2 separate regions of the Mus musculus genome follow, and region 1 is linked to region 2. Evidence: chromatin contacts called from public HiChIP or PLAC-seq data. All regions are on one chromosome and are shown on one strand. The core of a region is the stretch at or near the end of the contact, and the rest is flanking DNA. Distances in the headings are between cores, read along the strand shown.

What was found. HiChIP or PLAC-seq counts read pairs in DNA pulled down with a chosen protein or histone mark.
Region 1: a contact with region 2 is called in a BATF HiChIP or PLAC-seq map of CD8 T cells, with 8 read pairs. The contact joins the enhancer-like site here to the promoter of F2rl2 in region 2. A contact is called at or near these places in 22 of 39 promoter capture datasets (the 3T3-L1 cell line, 3T3-L1-derived adipocytes, the HPC-7 cell line and 12 more), 1 of 15 datasets of contacts at CTCF or cohesin (CD8 T cells), 3 of 484 Hi-C or Micro-C datasets (bone marrow-derived macrophages, lens fibers and ventricular fibroblasts), 7 of 115 datasets of contacts at active chromatin or transcription factors (the 230-238 cell line, CD8 T cells, acute myeloid leukemia and 2 more) and 5 of 9 other capture datasets (adipose tissue, embryonic stem cells, liver and 2 more).

Annotation. Positions count from the first base shown.
Region 1 is chr13:95,558,295-95,565,970 of GRCm38.p6, forward strand. No RefSeq gene overlaps it. Among named protein-coding and RNA genes, the nearest start is that of Gm32640, 13 kb to the left of the region's middle. Within about 2 kb of position 5,602, at least 37 of the 459 cell types and tissues checked have an H3K27ac peak or open chromatin away from gene starts, as enhancers often do. A contact at or near this core is called in CD8 T cells, where this site is marked.
Region 2 is chr13:95,691,700-95,698,539 of GRCm38.p6, forward strand. It overlaps F2rl2 (coagulation factor II (thrombin) receptor-like 2), which reads left to right and starts at 5,221. Exons shown (of 2, transcript NM_010170.4): 1 at 5,221-5,428. The coding sequence starts at 5,365. All of the region lies in intron 13 of Iqgap2 (IQ motif containing GTPase activating protein 2), which reads right to left.

The sequences.
Region 1 (7,676 bases), core at 4,352-6,851, 130 kb before region 2:
TAATGAAAATGTTTTCATCATGTCAATGAGATTATGGAAAATTTTATTCTCCTATTTTCTGATCTTTTAAGTCTCTCTCTCTCTGTGTTGTGTGTGTATGTGTGTATGAGAGAGAGAGAGAAAGAGAGAGAGACAGACAGACAGACATAGAGAAAGAGAGACAGAGACAGAGAGATCTTTTAACATCAGAGCAGTATGTGAATATGTTATGAGAAGGGATACTGCTGCTGTCTGGATGATGCTCTCCAGCAACTTGGGGTAATAATGGAGTGAGACAGCATGGTGTGGTCTGAGCAGGGCCCTGGGTTACCTCACAGCACTCCATCATTCCCTTTACTCCTTCTCTGTCTCTCTTTGAAACTTGACATTAACAAACAATCTTATATGCAAGCTAAGCTGTGGGCTAGAACTCAACACTGTAGAGATAAACAAAATCAAGACGGGGCAGGGTTTGGCTTGGGTATCTTTGTCTTCTTGTGAATGCATTTCTGGTTTGTTAACCTACAGAGTCTAATCCCTGAACCATTAAAAGTTGATCTTATCCTATGCCCATGATGAGGAAACGCAAACCAGATGATAGCAATTGCATGGTTACTGATGTTGACCTATGGTTTAACTGCCATTAATAATTTGAATGACAGCATTGAACTCTTCTTGCAAATTCTTATCAGGAAATGCTTATATATAATTTATGGAATTTCAATGCCGTTTGTTTCTTTTTAAAGAACAAATTATTACATGTATTTATTGTGTGTGTATATGTATGTGAGTGCAAGAATGTCACAACGTGTATGCAGAGGACAGCAGATTAAGCTGACACTAAATATAGTATATTACATTATTAGTAACAATTAATTAAAGGGGGCTTCCTAGTGACAGTCATACACTGTGGAATGGTGTCTATAGATAGTTATATCAGACTGTTGTATAGTTTCTATTCTAATAGAATATTACTAGAAAAAATAAATAAGCCCACGGATTCCTCTGTGGCAAGAGAAAGGTGGAAAATATCCACAGATTATCACAGCAAACAGAAATTGCATCGGAAGATGGAGTGAGGGCTGGTGAACCAGGAAGTTTTCAGTGTTGCTCACTGGTGAGGGGTGTGCTGCTGATCCTGATGGGGTCACTGTGGTGGGAAACTTCTGAGCAGGTAGGTGAAGAATTTTCTAGATTAACTTAATTGAAATACAAAAATCTCACCCAGTCTTTGTGTGTGTGCGTGTGCATGCATGCACGTGTGTGTGTGTGTGTGTGTGTGTGTGTGTGTGTGTGTGTGTGTGTGTGTGTCTTTATACAGACTCTCACTGTGCAGCTCTGGCTAGCCTGAAATTCACTATGTAGAGCGTGCTGATCTCAAACTCACTGATCCTCCTGCCTCTGCCTCCCAAGTGCTGTGTGAGCCACCACTCTAAATGTAAGCGGCATATTTTCATGGATTGGGGTCCCTGACTCTATATTTCGTCAGGTTCTCTAGGGGGACAGAACTGACAAAACGCTCATGTGTGGGATTCATTAGAATGGCTTACAGGCTGTGGGCCAATTAGTCCAACAATGGCTGTCTACCAATGGAAAGTTCAAGAATCTAGCAGGCTGGACATCTCAGCTCATCTCCACACTTGGGATTTAGTTCATTCCAGATGCAGTCAGGGTGACAACCAAGAACGACACAAAGTAAACTAAAGCGAGAGGAGGAGCTGAGTGGTGGCGTTCGTCACACTCGGGTCCCTGCTGTGGATGCAGTGTGACCAGCTGCCTCAAGCTTCTGCCTCCATGGCGTCTCTCATTCGTATTCTTTCTTCTAGCTGTCAGCTATCTCTCTGTCTGTTTGTCTGTCCCCATCTATCTATCATCTACTACTATCTATCATCTATCTATCTATCTATCTATCTATCTATCTATCTATCTATCTATCTATCTATCTATCTATCTATCATCTTTATCTATCTATCTATCTATCTATCTATCTATCTATCTATCTATCTATCTATCTATCTATCTATCATATCTATCTATCTATCTATCTATCATCTTATTCTATCTATCTATCTATCTATCTATCTATCTATCTATCTATCTATCATCTGTCATCTATTATAATCTATCTATCATCTATTATAGTCTATCATCTATTATAATTTATCTATCATCTATTATAGTATCTATCTATCTATCTATCTATCTATCTATCTATCTATCTATCTATCTATCTATCATCTATTATAGTCTATCTGTCTGTCTATTTGTCTATTTCTGTCTATCTATCATCTACTATCTATCTATCTATCTATCTATCTATCTATCTATCTATCTATCTATCTATCTATCTATCTATCTATCTATCATCTATCTCTGTCTCTCTCTTCCATATGTTGCCCCCAGGCTGGCCACAAGCTGGAGAGTCTCTTCCTTCAGTCTCAGAGTTGTGGCACAGATTTGCTTCCACACCCAGCTGAGCTTTTGTTGTTTCTAACAGAAGTCCCCCGAGAACACATCCCCAAGTGTTTGAAAGCTCCATCCAAATCTGCATGAGGTGCAATTACATTGTTATGACACAATTATGCTGTGTAATTGCTGGGTGTATTTTTTGTACTCATAATGCATTGGAAAAATAAACCTCTTAGGGGAAAAAGTCTGTCCTGATTATTGGAGAAGGACCATGAAGGTTAAGCAAGACTGTTTTAAAGGGGTAACTTGAAACTCCCAGGAAGCTTGTGATATTTTTATGTATCTGTGGAAAATGGCAGTTCTCTCTGGGGTTTTTAGACTACCAGTGATTTTGCATCTTGCTAAAAAAGTCACCTATGTTTCAGTTTGTAGGTAATATTAATGAGCAACTTTTGCTTGAAGGTCTTTTGCTTGTTTGAGGGCTCCTAGGGCCTGAACCTAGGGTTTCATATGCTAGTCAGGCACTCTTCCCCCAAGCTCCACTCCAAACAGGAGGGGCTTTATTTGTTTGTTTTTAAGGACGTGTAGGTGTGTGTGTCCACATGTGACTGTGTGCATGCAGGTGCAGGTGCCCACGGAGGCCAGAGGCATTGGTTCCAGGGCTACTGGCATTGTGAGACATTTTGTCGGTGCTGGGAACCAAAACCAGGCCCTCTGGAAGAGCGGCAAGTGCTCTTAACCACGGTGTCGTCTCTCTGGTACCCCAGAGTTCAAGCTTTAATATTAGTGGCTTCCACTGCAGAAAAAGATGGATCACCGACAGAAAGCTGCCCTCAAGTCTACATTCATCGAATTTTATCAAGCCCGTTGTAACATAGCAACTAAATGTGTGACTTACATGACAAAAACCAACTAGCAAACAGACAAATCCCCTTGCTGTTTGCCAAAGTCTGTGTCAGACGCAAAGGGTGATAGGCTGAACGTGTCCAAAGTGCTCACCCTTCGGAGCGTAAAGCATCAGTGTGCAGAAGACCACACGCTTCAGGGATTTCCTCATGGCTGCGCAGGACACTCTCAGTGAGAGCCTGGGAAGACGCCTATGGCAGCGAAGTATTCCCCATTCTGCACGAGAGGAAATCCATTTGGTAAAGGGCTCTTTGATGGAGAGTTTGCTCTTACCCTGTTTGCTCCAGGCCCTTTTCACCACTCACTCCTATTTTCTGCCCCTTAGAGACACCCACGTATCACCATCGATTGTTCAAATCCTAGTCATTGTGCTCTGCATAGTATTTCACAGTATCTGACAGAATTTTGTGTGTGTGTGTGTGTGTGTGTGTGTGTGTGTGTGTGTGTATTGCTCTGCTGTATATTCATCTGCAGGCCAGAAGAGGGCATCAGATCCCATTACAGATGGTCGTGAGCTACCACGTGGTTGCTAGGAATTGAACTCAGGACCTCTGGAAGAGCAACCAATGCTCTTAACCGCTCATAGCCCCTGTTTCCTTCTCTTTCAGAGATAGTAGCTTAGTCCTGACCCATCAGCAACAGTGCTTTGTTCCTCCTGTCTGGTAAATGCTCTAGGAAAAGTACTCAGAAGCAAGAGTCTAGGTCACAGGGCAGTCTGAATGTACTGAGGATAGCCAGGACCTTTTCCAGAATTCAGACCTGCTGTGCCACCACAGAAGAAGTGGTAAGGTGGTAGCAAAAGTTCAGAACCCTGAACTCTTCATGGAGAAAGGCAGGAGTTCACTAGCTCCAGACCAGGTTCCTGTCCTAGAGCATGTGACCACAACACCCCACTAAGAGGACCATAATAACTAGTCACAGTAGTATAGAAACACAGAGTTCTCCATGCTAATGAGATATCTAGATGGGCGCCAAGGGTTTAGCCAATAAACTTCCCTTCCAGGGACATTCCTTCCTGCAAAAGGTATTTAATCTCTGGCCCACCCTGAGTAAGTCCTATGCACCCATTTCCCTGGATAAACAGTTTGGACAAGCAAGGACTGTCTCTCTCATTAAAGACGACCATGGCGGGAGGCCTTCTTCATACAGAGCTGTGCCTAAGTCTCCTGCAGAACTTAAGCCTCTGTGCACTCCTGGCACTCACCCTGCACTAAGCTGGATGGCTCCCCCATATCCCCTGCCCCGTTCTGGGCTCATCTCAGGCCCACAGGCCCCCATTCTCAGCTCCTCGATTCCCAGTGGCATTGCCCAGGAGTTTGAGAACCACAGCCTCCATCCCAGCCCACACAGTTTCTCACCCGGAGAAACATGGGCTGAGGCCCCTATCTTAGGCTACATTTTGTCTCCCCTGAGCGGCATGTCCGTATCCTGTGAGCCTGGCACCCAAACAGGGAAAAAGGAAATGTAGCCTAGAGTTTCTGTATTTTGACTTCCCAAGAGGTGTTCTGACAATCCAATGCAGGAGAGAGGCTCACTCTGTGAACCCGATGCTGGCCAGCAGCAGAGGGAAGAGTCATGGGGCGTGTGCTCCTCCAAGGCGTTGCCATGGATATGTCAAATCCATCTCCCTGTCTCAGCTGTCACTCGGTGCTGTCTAACTGCAAACAGCACCATGGAATGTGCTGCACCAGACTGGCAGACTGCCTCTGAACCACACGCTGACAGTTCTGGCACACGAGAGTAGATTGTAGGAGAAATTCCAGCTCCACCATTGAGTCAGTCTTTCCTCTGTGGATTTGTGAGAGTCGCCCTTCATTCATGAAATTTTCTTCTTTTGCTATCTCATCTGGTAACTTGGAGCAGAACACATTATTGACATTCTTAGCTCTCCTTCAAAATTATGCACAAATTTCAGATATGTAACGAAGTCGAAATGACACGGCAGACCACAGTGAGATCTGGAGAACAGGAACTGACAGAGAGCCACTGAAGAACTGTGACATTTCACCACTGGACACTTCAGTCTCCATGAAAATGAGGATGTTCTATAGAGGTTAAAGTGTCAGTAGAAAGAACATTACTAATGATGTGCATAACCCATCTGATCAAGCACTCATTTAAGTACCCAAAAAACTGTTATATAAGTTTTGGACATCATAGTTCCTGTTCACCCACTTAGCTACTTTGATGTATGCCATTTAAGGCCCAGAGGTTTTGTTTGGTTGGTTTGGTTTGCCTCACCCAGGAACGGTGTCCAAGAAGGTGTAATTTTCGAAAAGGACAGTAGGTGGCAGAAGAGGACTGTTTTGCTGTTTGCCAGTGCAGAGTTCTGCAGAGTTGGGTATACCGGGAGGTGGGGAGAGTTATAGGTGTAATGCCATGGCCACATAGGCACCTGTGGTTTTGGGGTACACTCAGAACTTCACAATGCCACTATTTCCCTATGAGATGCTCTAAGGACTTGAAAGCAACATTGAATTTTATTTCCATTGAACAGCTAGCTCGAGAGGTACACTATCCTTGTGGAATGATTTTAAAAACTGCTGTGAAATCAAATAAGCAGAAAGCTATAATCAATGGAGCTAAACTAACTACTGTACTTAAAGGAAACGATGATAGTCATCTCTTAACCATACCTTTCTTCAGAGACCACCTGGCATGTCAGAACCCTTGTTGAGACACACCTGCCATTCAGCTGTTACACACTGATGGTTTTAAAAAATCTACATGATCCATGGATGTGGGTACAAAAAGAAAAACAGTTGGGGGGGGAGGTTGAGAAAAGATGTTCTAAATATTTGTGGAAACTCAGAGGCTCGTTTGGGGTTGGAGTGCTAGGGATCAAACCCCGGACCACAAGGTGCTATGCTCTGCTCCACTGGAGCCCCGAGAGGGGAGAAGTTATGAACTAAAAGGAAACGTGTCCTGATAGCAGAGCAGAACTACCAGGGAGTTCTTGAGACTTTTAGCCCTGTTTAGAAGCCTGGTCCTGCTGCTTAGGTATAAGAGACAGCAGGACTGTTGGAGTGAATGAATGCTACTGAGAAGATGTGTCAGAGGAGTAACAATGTAACTCCTCCAGTCTCTGCATTGGTTTAGATCGCGGTGGAGCAAAGCCAGGCAGGAGAAAGAGTGAAAACCTTCCCTGCTAAGATCAATGATTCTCAACTTTCCCCTCCTATGGTCACTTTTGTTGTTGTTACCTTGTTTGCTTGATGGCAGAGTCTCCTTTTGTCGTTATGTAGATCAGGATGGGCGCAGACAGATACAGGCGAATCTCCCTACCTCAGTTCCTAAGTAATGTGATGATGAGCATGAACCACTATGCCTGCCTTTCTTACTTTAAAACAAATGAAAGTCAGAAAACAAACAAAAAAACAAAAAACCCAAACCAAAACAAACAACAGAGAGCTAAAAGCAAAGTTCACCTCTAGGGAACTCCGTGGCAAAGAACTTTCTAGGCGTGTGTGCGACTCTGAGTTCATTCCTTGGCCTCACCAAAGTTGGTCTGTTAAGATGGGGGGCTCCTCACCATGCTTTTTCTTTTTATACCCTGTATCCTTTAAAGTGGGATGTTAGAGGTTTGCAAGATAGCTTGAAGAATTCTTGTGGTTTGAAAGCCTATCCTGTTGAGTCTGGAGATAGCTAAGCAGTTAAGAGTGCTTGTTGCTCTTTTAGGGCACCTGTGTTTGGTTCTTAGAACACAAACAGGCAGCTCTCCAGGATCCCTCTTCTGGTCTTCAAAACCAAACTCATATAAGTGGCACACACATACACGCACGCATGCATGCACGCACAAGCACACACACACACTTTAAAAAAAAAATAAAGCTATGGTGTGGGCACGGGGCAGAACCCAGGAAATGGAAGAACAAGCAAGAACAAGGACACCCTGGCAGTTGATTGGGGGCCTTGGTGACTCTGGATTCTCCATTCCCCCCAAAAGTACTAAGGCTTTCTTTGGCTGTGAATATGATGTGCATGTTATGGCTAAAGAAACGTGTGACAATCGAGAGGAAGAACTTTCAGACCAGGAAAGTGAAAGGTTACAGAGAAGGAGAAACTTTAGACATTCTTCCTGTGCACAGGGTTTAGCTAAGACAGATTCCCGGTGTGCACAAGACCTGGTGGGGCCAGCATCTCTGCTAACCTAATTATAGGTCTGCTGCATTTAGTGTATAATCTGAGACTCCTGTCCCAGCCTCCCTAGTATTAGGATCATGGACATGGCTGCCATGCCCATCCCCCCTCCTAGGTTTGTTTGTTTGTTTGTTTTTCCTTAGCTCTATATTTCCAATGATACCTGGTTTTTTGTATCTAGATGTACCAGTGTCCATATCATGGTTCTCAGCTCCAGAAATCTCTATTGACGTCTAATAATG
Region 2 (6,840 bases), core at 3,971-6,470:
TGAGTTTGAATCTGTGAGGCCCATTAGAAAAAAAAATAGAAAGGAAGGAAGGAAGAAAGGAAGAAAGAAAGAGAGGGAGAGAGGAAGGGAGGGAGGGAGACAGAGGAGAGAGAGAGAGAGAGAGAGAGAGAGAGAGAGAGAGAGAGAGAGAGAGAGAGAGAGAGAGAGGAAGAGAGAGAGGAAGGAAGGAAGGAAGGAAGGAAGGAAGGAAGGAAGGAAGGAAGGAAAGCCAGTATTGGTAGTATGCCATTCTAATTCCAACCCTGGGGAGGTAGAGACAGGAGGATCCCTGGAGATCACTGGCAAATTCCAGACCAATGAGAAACCTTGTCTCAAAAAACCAGGTGTGGACAGCATTGGAGGAATGACACCAGAGGTTGTCCAGTGGCTTCCATATACATTTGCATGCCTATGCACACACACCTATTTGCATACTTGCACCCCTCCTCCACATGGATATCCACATACATAAACACAACATGTATATGCATATACCCAACGCATAGCTGTAGCATGTAGAAAGAATCAACTCTGGCATTGGAATCCTTTGGGGTAAACTTCATCACTACGGGCTCAGGAAGTGTAGGGTCTGGAAGGAGAACAGACACCCACCGGCTTCCCTCGGGAGGCATGCGAGATAGTGTGCGTGGTGAGATCTCATAAACCAGACACAGGCTGTTTCCGCTGGCGTTATGGGGGGAACACACAGCACTCTAAAATATCCATGAGGCCCGTTTCCTGAGTCATCACCAGCTACTGCTGTCACATGGGAACCATAGGCAGGCAGCTTGGTAATTGCTTAGGAAATGAAATTTCAGAAGAGCTTTAAGTAAAACCAGGGAAAGAATATGAGGCTTGAAGAAGAGGAGACAGAAAAGCAGGATTAAAAAAAAAAGATTTAATTAGTGTGTGTGTGTGTGCGCGCGCGTGTGTGTGTAAATATGTGGCACATGTGTAGGGTCAGAGGATAATGTGTGGAGTCAGTTTTCTCCTTCCACCTTGAGTTTTAAGGGTTGAACCTGGGACAGTAGGCTAGAGTAGCAAGCAAGTACCTTTATCCTCTGTGCCCTCTCACTGGCCCTAGGAATTTTTTCCCATTTCCAAATCCAAAGAAATGCCACACTCCCCGGGAATGGTTTTAAATCTATCACTGCACAAGTTCCTTCCATCTCAGCCATCTTCTGAAGAGGTGGCTTCCCTGCAGGGGAGAGACTGCACACAATGTCGCCTGGATAAGAAAATGGTGGCTGTCCCATGCTAAAGATTAAAGTATTAGTCTCAGAAGCCAAACGAAAGCCCAGACTTTGCAAAACCAAACAAATTGAAGACAACAGTTTCGAGACCCTGTTGTACTAAAGGAAAGCTAAACACAAGACCAAAAGTGAAAACAAAAAATATTCTGATGTGAGATGAAATCCCTTTTGCAGTCATTCATGGGAAAATTGGGGATAGCAATGCAAAGGCTGGGCCTCCACCAGGCTCCACAGGGATTCGAGGGAATGAGAAGGCTAGGCCTTCACCCAGCTGCACAGGGATGTGAGGGCTGGACCTCAACCAGACTCCACAGGGATTCGAGGGCTGGGCCTCCACTCAGCTACACAGCCACGCTGTGCCTAATTGAACAGGGATAAAACCAGCAACCAGGCCACATGCAAATTACACCACACCTTCCTGAATTTGGGTGATGCCAAGAAATAACTGCCCCCCCTCCCCCTGTAAATTTTCTGGGTTTCTTGTTTCTATAGTATTAGAACATTCTACCTTAGTTTATGGTACCATAGATTATGCAGTTGAAGTACTTAAATCTGACTTTGGAAATTATGCAATTTGGCGAAATTTAATCAAGATGAGAAAAGTTAATATAGATCTCTATTATTTCCTAGTTGCCCCTTCATCTCATTTTAACTTCTCATGAAGTTTGAATTTTCTGATTTCTTTGCTGCATTTTAGAGGTGGAATTGCCTGCCTTGGAATTTAAAATATATCAAGGCAAATGAATTATAATCAAGTTTTCTTTTTTTTAAAAAAATACTTTGTTAAATGTACTTAACATTAGTGAACTGCACACTCTGAAGGCTAAGATATAAATGTGATTATATATATATATATATACATATATATATGTTATAACCAAGGATCTGTACACATCTTAGGAGAGTCAGATCAGTAGCTTGGTTTGGAATGGTCCAGTTCCCCAGAAGGGATCTCATTTATGCCATTCCTGGTTTTGGCACCAAATGAATGAAAACAAGAAAAACAAAAGGGAAGGAGACATGACTGCTTCTAGGTTTATTGTAGATAAGGGAGAGCATAACCAGACTCAGAGCTATTTGGGAGAAGTCAGAGTATATACGGCCATACTGAGTATATATGGCCATATGAGGGAGAGGCCAGCGTATATACAGCCATACTGAGTATATGTGGCCATATGAGGGAGAAGTCAGAGTATATATGGCCATACTGAGTATATATGGCCATATGAGGGAGAGGTCAGAGTATATATGGCCATACTGAGTATATATGGCCATATGAGGGAGAAGCCAGAGTATATACAGCCATACTGAGCTGTACCATGTAGGGAGAGGGAGAGGGGTGGGGAAAGGGGAGAGAGGGGAACCAGGTGAAGCAGCCAGGAGGCCTAATGGTATAAAGAGAGTATGTAACCAAAATAGTTGGATTTTTTTAAGGGATGAGCTGCCCAGCCCCCTGGACTGGAAAAGTTTAGGGTAGAAGGCAGGGTAGAAGGCCAGCTAGGAGGGACCTGTAACAGGTAGGGACTGAGGGATGCTGGGAGACCCTGGTAGTCAGTGTCCACTCTGGTCTGTTAAATAGGCACCTCAGCCAACTGTCTCAGGTGTGAAACTAACACGTAACACTAACGAACGGTACTTTATGATAGTTAAGATATCTCTATCTATCATCTATCTATCTATCTATCTATCTATCTATCTATCTATCTATCTATCTATCTATCTATCTATCTATCTATCTATCTATCTGCCTATCTGCCTATCTGCCTATCTGCCTATCTGCCTATCTATCTATCTATCTATCTATCTATCTATCTATCTATCTATCTATCTATCTATCTATCTATCTATCTATCTGCCTATCCATCCATCTATCTATCTATCTATCTATCTATCTATCTATCTATCTATCTATCTATCTATCTATCATCTTAAAATGCTTATTATAAATCTGTTCATTCATCAAGATTCATGGAATAACAGGCTGGCTATGGTGGTGCACACCTTTAATCCTAGCACTCAGGAGGCAGAGGCAGGTGGATCTCAGTTCAAGGCCAGCCTGGTCTATAGATAGAGTTCCAAGAAACCAGGTCACAAAACAAAACAAAACAAAACAAAAAGTTCATGGAATAAAGCAAGGTCTTGTTCTTCGATATTTTATTATGATTTTAATTTAGTTCAGTTCAAATAGTTTTTTTTGGGGGGGGGTTTGCATCTATCCTGTTATCTTATCCTATAGAGTTATCATAGGACACATTGATCAATGGCAAATGAACCTTCTTCCCAGACACAATAAAACTAAGTTCCTGACAGGCACTAAGGGCTGTCAGGGCATTGGAAGGCAGGTAGAGAATTGTCTTCTTTCTCCCTCTGAGACAAACTTTCACTGTGTTCCTGAGGCTGGGCTAGAACTCACAACATGGCCAAGGCCCGCTTTCAACTCATTACAGTCCTCTTGCTACGGCCCGTCTGTCAAGCGCTGGGGTCATAAATAAGTACTATCACCCTCAGGTGAAATTTAGAAACAATCTAATCCCTCTGATACAATTTGAACTTCTTAAATATTTGCCAGGCCTGAGGATGTAACTCTGTTGATAGAGTCCTAGAAGCCCTGGGTTTAGTGTCCAGCTCCACAGATCCCAGCAGCCCAGAGGCAGCAGGAGGTGGCCCAGGAGCTCAACTGCATCCTGAGTTCAAGGCAAGCCAGACTATATGAAACTCTGTCTCAAAGAACAAAATAACAAAATAAAAGATGGAGGAGGGAGGGTGTATTCGCTTCTCATGATTAATTCAGTTTATAACTATGTGATCAGTTTAGGAACTAAAATTTGAAATAAAGCACAATTTCATTTTGATTTTTGAAAAAGAAATTTCATGTTATATTTTGATCGCTTTTCCCTCTCCTCAACTTCCAGATCCTTCCTACCTCCCTAACGCCATACCCTTTCTGTCTATATTTAAACAAATAATAAAAACAGAAACAAGAAATGCATACACCAAAGCCCACAAAAGCATAACAAAATGGAAACCCAAATATACAAACAAAAAGACCATTAAGGCAGAAAAAAAAGAAAAAACAAACAAACAAACAAACAAACAAACAAACAAAGCAGTAGGAGATGAAAAGTCTGCAAAAATCCCACTGAATTTTCTTTGTGTTAGCCAACCACTCCTGGGTGTAGGGCCTACCTTGACATGTGCCTAGGGCATCCAGGAGATTCCATTGGAGGAAACCACTCTTTCCTTTGCCAGTGGGTATCAACTGCAGAACTTTCTGGGTTAGTGGTGGGAGCCCCAGTCCCCTTCCCCTCTCAGCTCTGGGACCCTCCTTGGCTTGAACCTGTGCAGGCCTTGTGCATGCTGCCTTCTCTGTGAGTTCATATGTGCACCAGTCCTGATTTATCCGGAAGACACTGTTTCCATGGAGCTATCGATCCCTTTTGGCTCTTAACAATCTTTTTGCCTTCTCTTCCGCATAGATCCCTGAGCCTTGAGGGGAGGGGCTTGATGAAGACATTGCATGTAGGCCTGTGCGCTCCAAAGCCTCTCACGCTCTACACACCATGGAACTCTGTGTTTGTTCCCATTTACGGTAAGAAGAGGCCGTTCTGACCATGGCGGAGTGAATGTCTGACTGTTACACAGGAGTGTAATGTCTGACTGTTCTTGTGTTAAATAGAAGGCGTAACTCTGGAGCTAGGGTTTTGGCATAGGGAATAGAACCGGGGCAGTGGAATTGATTCAAAGCTAATTGCTTCCCAGCACCTGTTCTCAGCTTTGTTTTGCAAGGGACTCTGCAGTCTCTGCCATTATTCCAAGCCCCTGGGAGAACTACAGCACTGGTTCTAAATGAAATAATGGAGGGGGTGAGGAAGAGATAAAAGGGATATGGCAACTCCTCCAGAGAGGCTCAGCCTGAGTCATGCACACAGACAGAAACATCAAGTGGCCACATCCTTTCTCTGTAGAGGCAAGGACGAGTCCCTGCCCACACAGTCCAGGCTGGCAGAGTTCTCAGCTTTCCACTTGCTGCTCATACATGGAGCTGAGGGGAATCTACGCTGTGACTTTGTATACTTAACAACATCCTGTAACCGGGTCTCAGGACATCAAGATGAAAATCCTTATCTTGGTTGCAGCTGGGCTGCTGTTTCTGCCAGTCACTGTTTGCCAAAGTGGTAAGTCCCCTTCTTGTGGTCTAGCATGGGGGTGAGAGAGTGGTGAGTGGATGGTTTCTGCTGTCAGAGTCAAATGCCCTAATTTTCTTGTTAACTCCTAGAAACTGTGAACCCAAAGACACAATTTGATCTGGTTTTAGCCTGGGGTAATATAGCGTGGAAATATTCAAGCTTGTTCCCAAGTCAAACCTTGTCAAAGACCAAGCGTTCTTCTCTACTAGTAGTGTCTCTACATTTGTGACAGAGTCAAGACTTTATGATTAAGTCAAAAACCACTTTTTTTTTGGCGTGAGAAGTGTTTGTATGTGTACAATGTTCAGATGTAGAAAAGATTGCACTTTTTCAAGGCATTAAAAAAATCTTTTCAAATTTCTAAATATTATAATTTCTGTTGAGGCACCGGTGGGAAAAAAAATACTGCCAGGAAAAGTAATTTGGTTTCAGCAGCCAGTGACATTAATCAGGGATGTGACGTGTTTCCAAGGTGAAATACCGTCTTTTCTTAATGTTTCAGAACCAAGGAGTTCTCTCTGTCCCTCACATATATATGTATATATGTCTGTGTGTATATATGTCTATACGGATATGTCTGTATACGATGTTTAGGCATAATTTGGTTATGTATAATTTTAGAAATAAGCTTTCCCAAATATAATTATTTCACTTTGAACATGTCTTCTATTGTGGTAGCTTATATAACTTCCTCATTGTTCTGAAATGAACTACTTTGAGACAGGATTGTATGCAGGACTCTGTCAGGCCACAGGGCAATCAATTAGGAGGAGGAACTGGGAAGAAACCAACTTAAACAAAAGGCAGCCGTCTGCAAAAGGAACGATCCTTAAATTGAGTTCCCTGCTTAAGGGGACCCATGGCAGGGGCGGTACAAGCACGGGTTGGCTAGGTTTATGGTTTCTCTGAGAGGAGAAGCCACAAAGCTGAGCCATGGTTGCAAGGAAATGAGTTATGAGAGGGAGTTCCTTCCTGATGCTAGCCTGCTTGGGAGACTGAGAAGTGAGACTTAAGGAGAGGTGGGACAGTGGGTTCGAAGTCTGCCTTGGAGAGATGTGAGGTGGGGTGTGTGTGGCTGAGGGCCATTCTCTTTGGATTAGACTCTCTGAAGCCTTCTCCCAGGCGGGGAGCATTTCAGAAACACTGCACCAAATGGAAACCAAAAAAAAAAATCCTAGTCAGTTGCGTGTCGTTTTATAAATAACATTGAACAAGGAGCACGATTCTGAAGGAAAGACAGTTTCTAACGAATAGAAGATCTAGGGGGTGCCCGATCTGAAATATTCGGGGAGCAGTCTCCTTTCTGTGTGTTTGTAGACACGTATCTTGCCCAAGCACAGGACTCTCCTGAAAGCTGACTAGTGCTTGGTTTCATCAGCTTTCTCATCAGACCTTGGAGG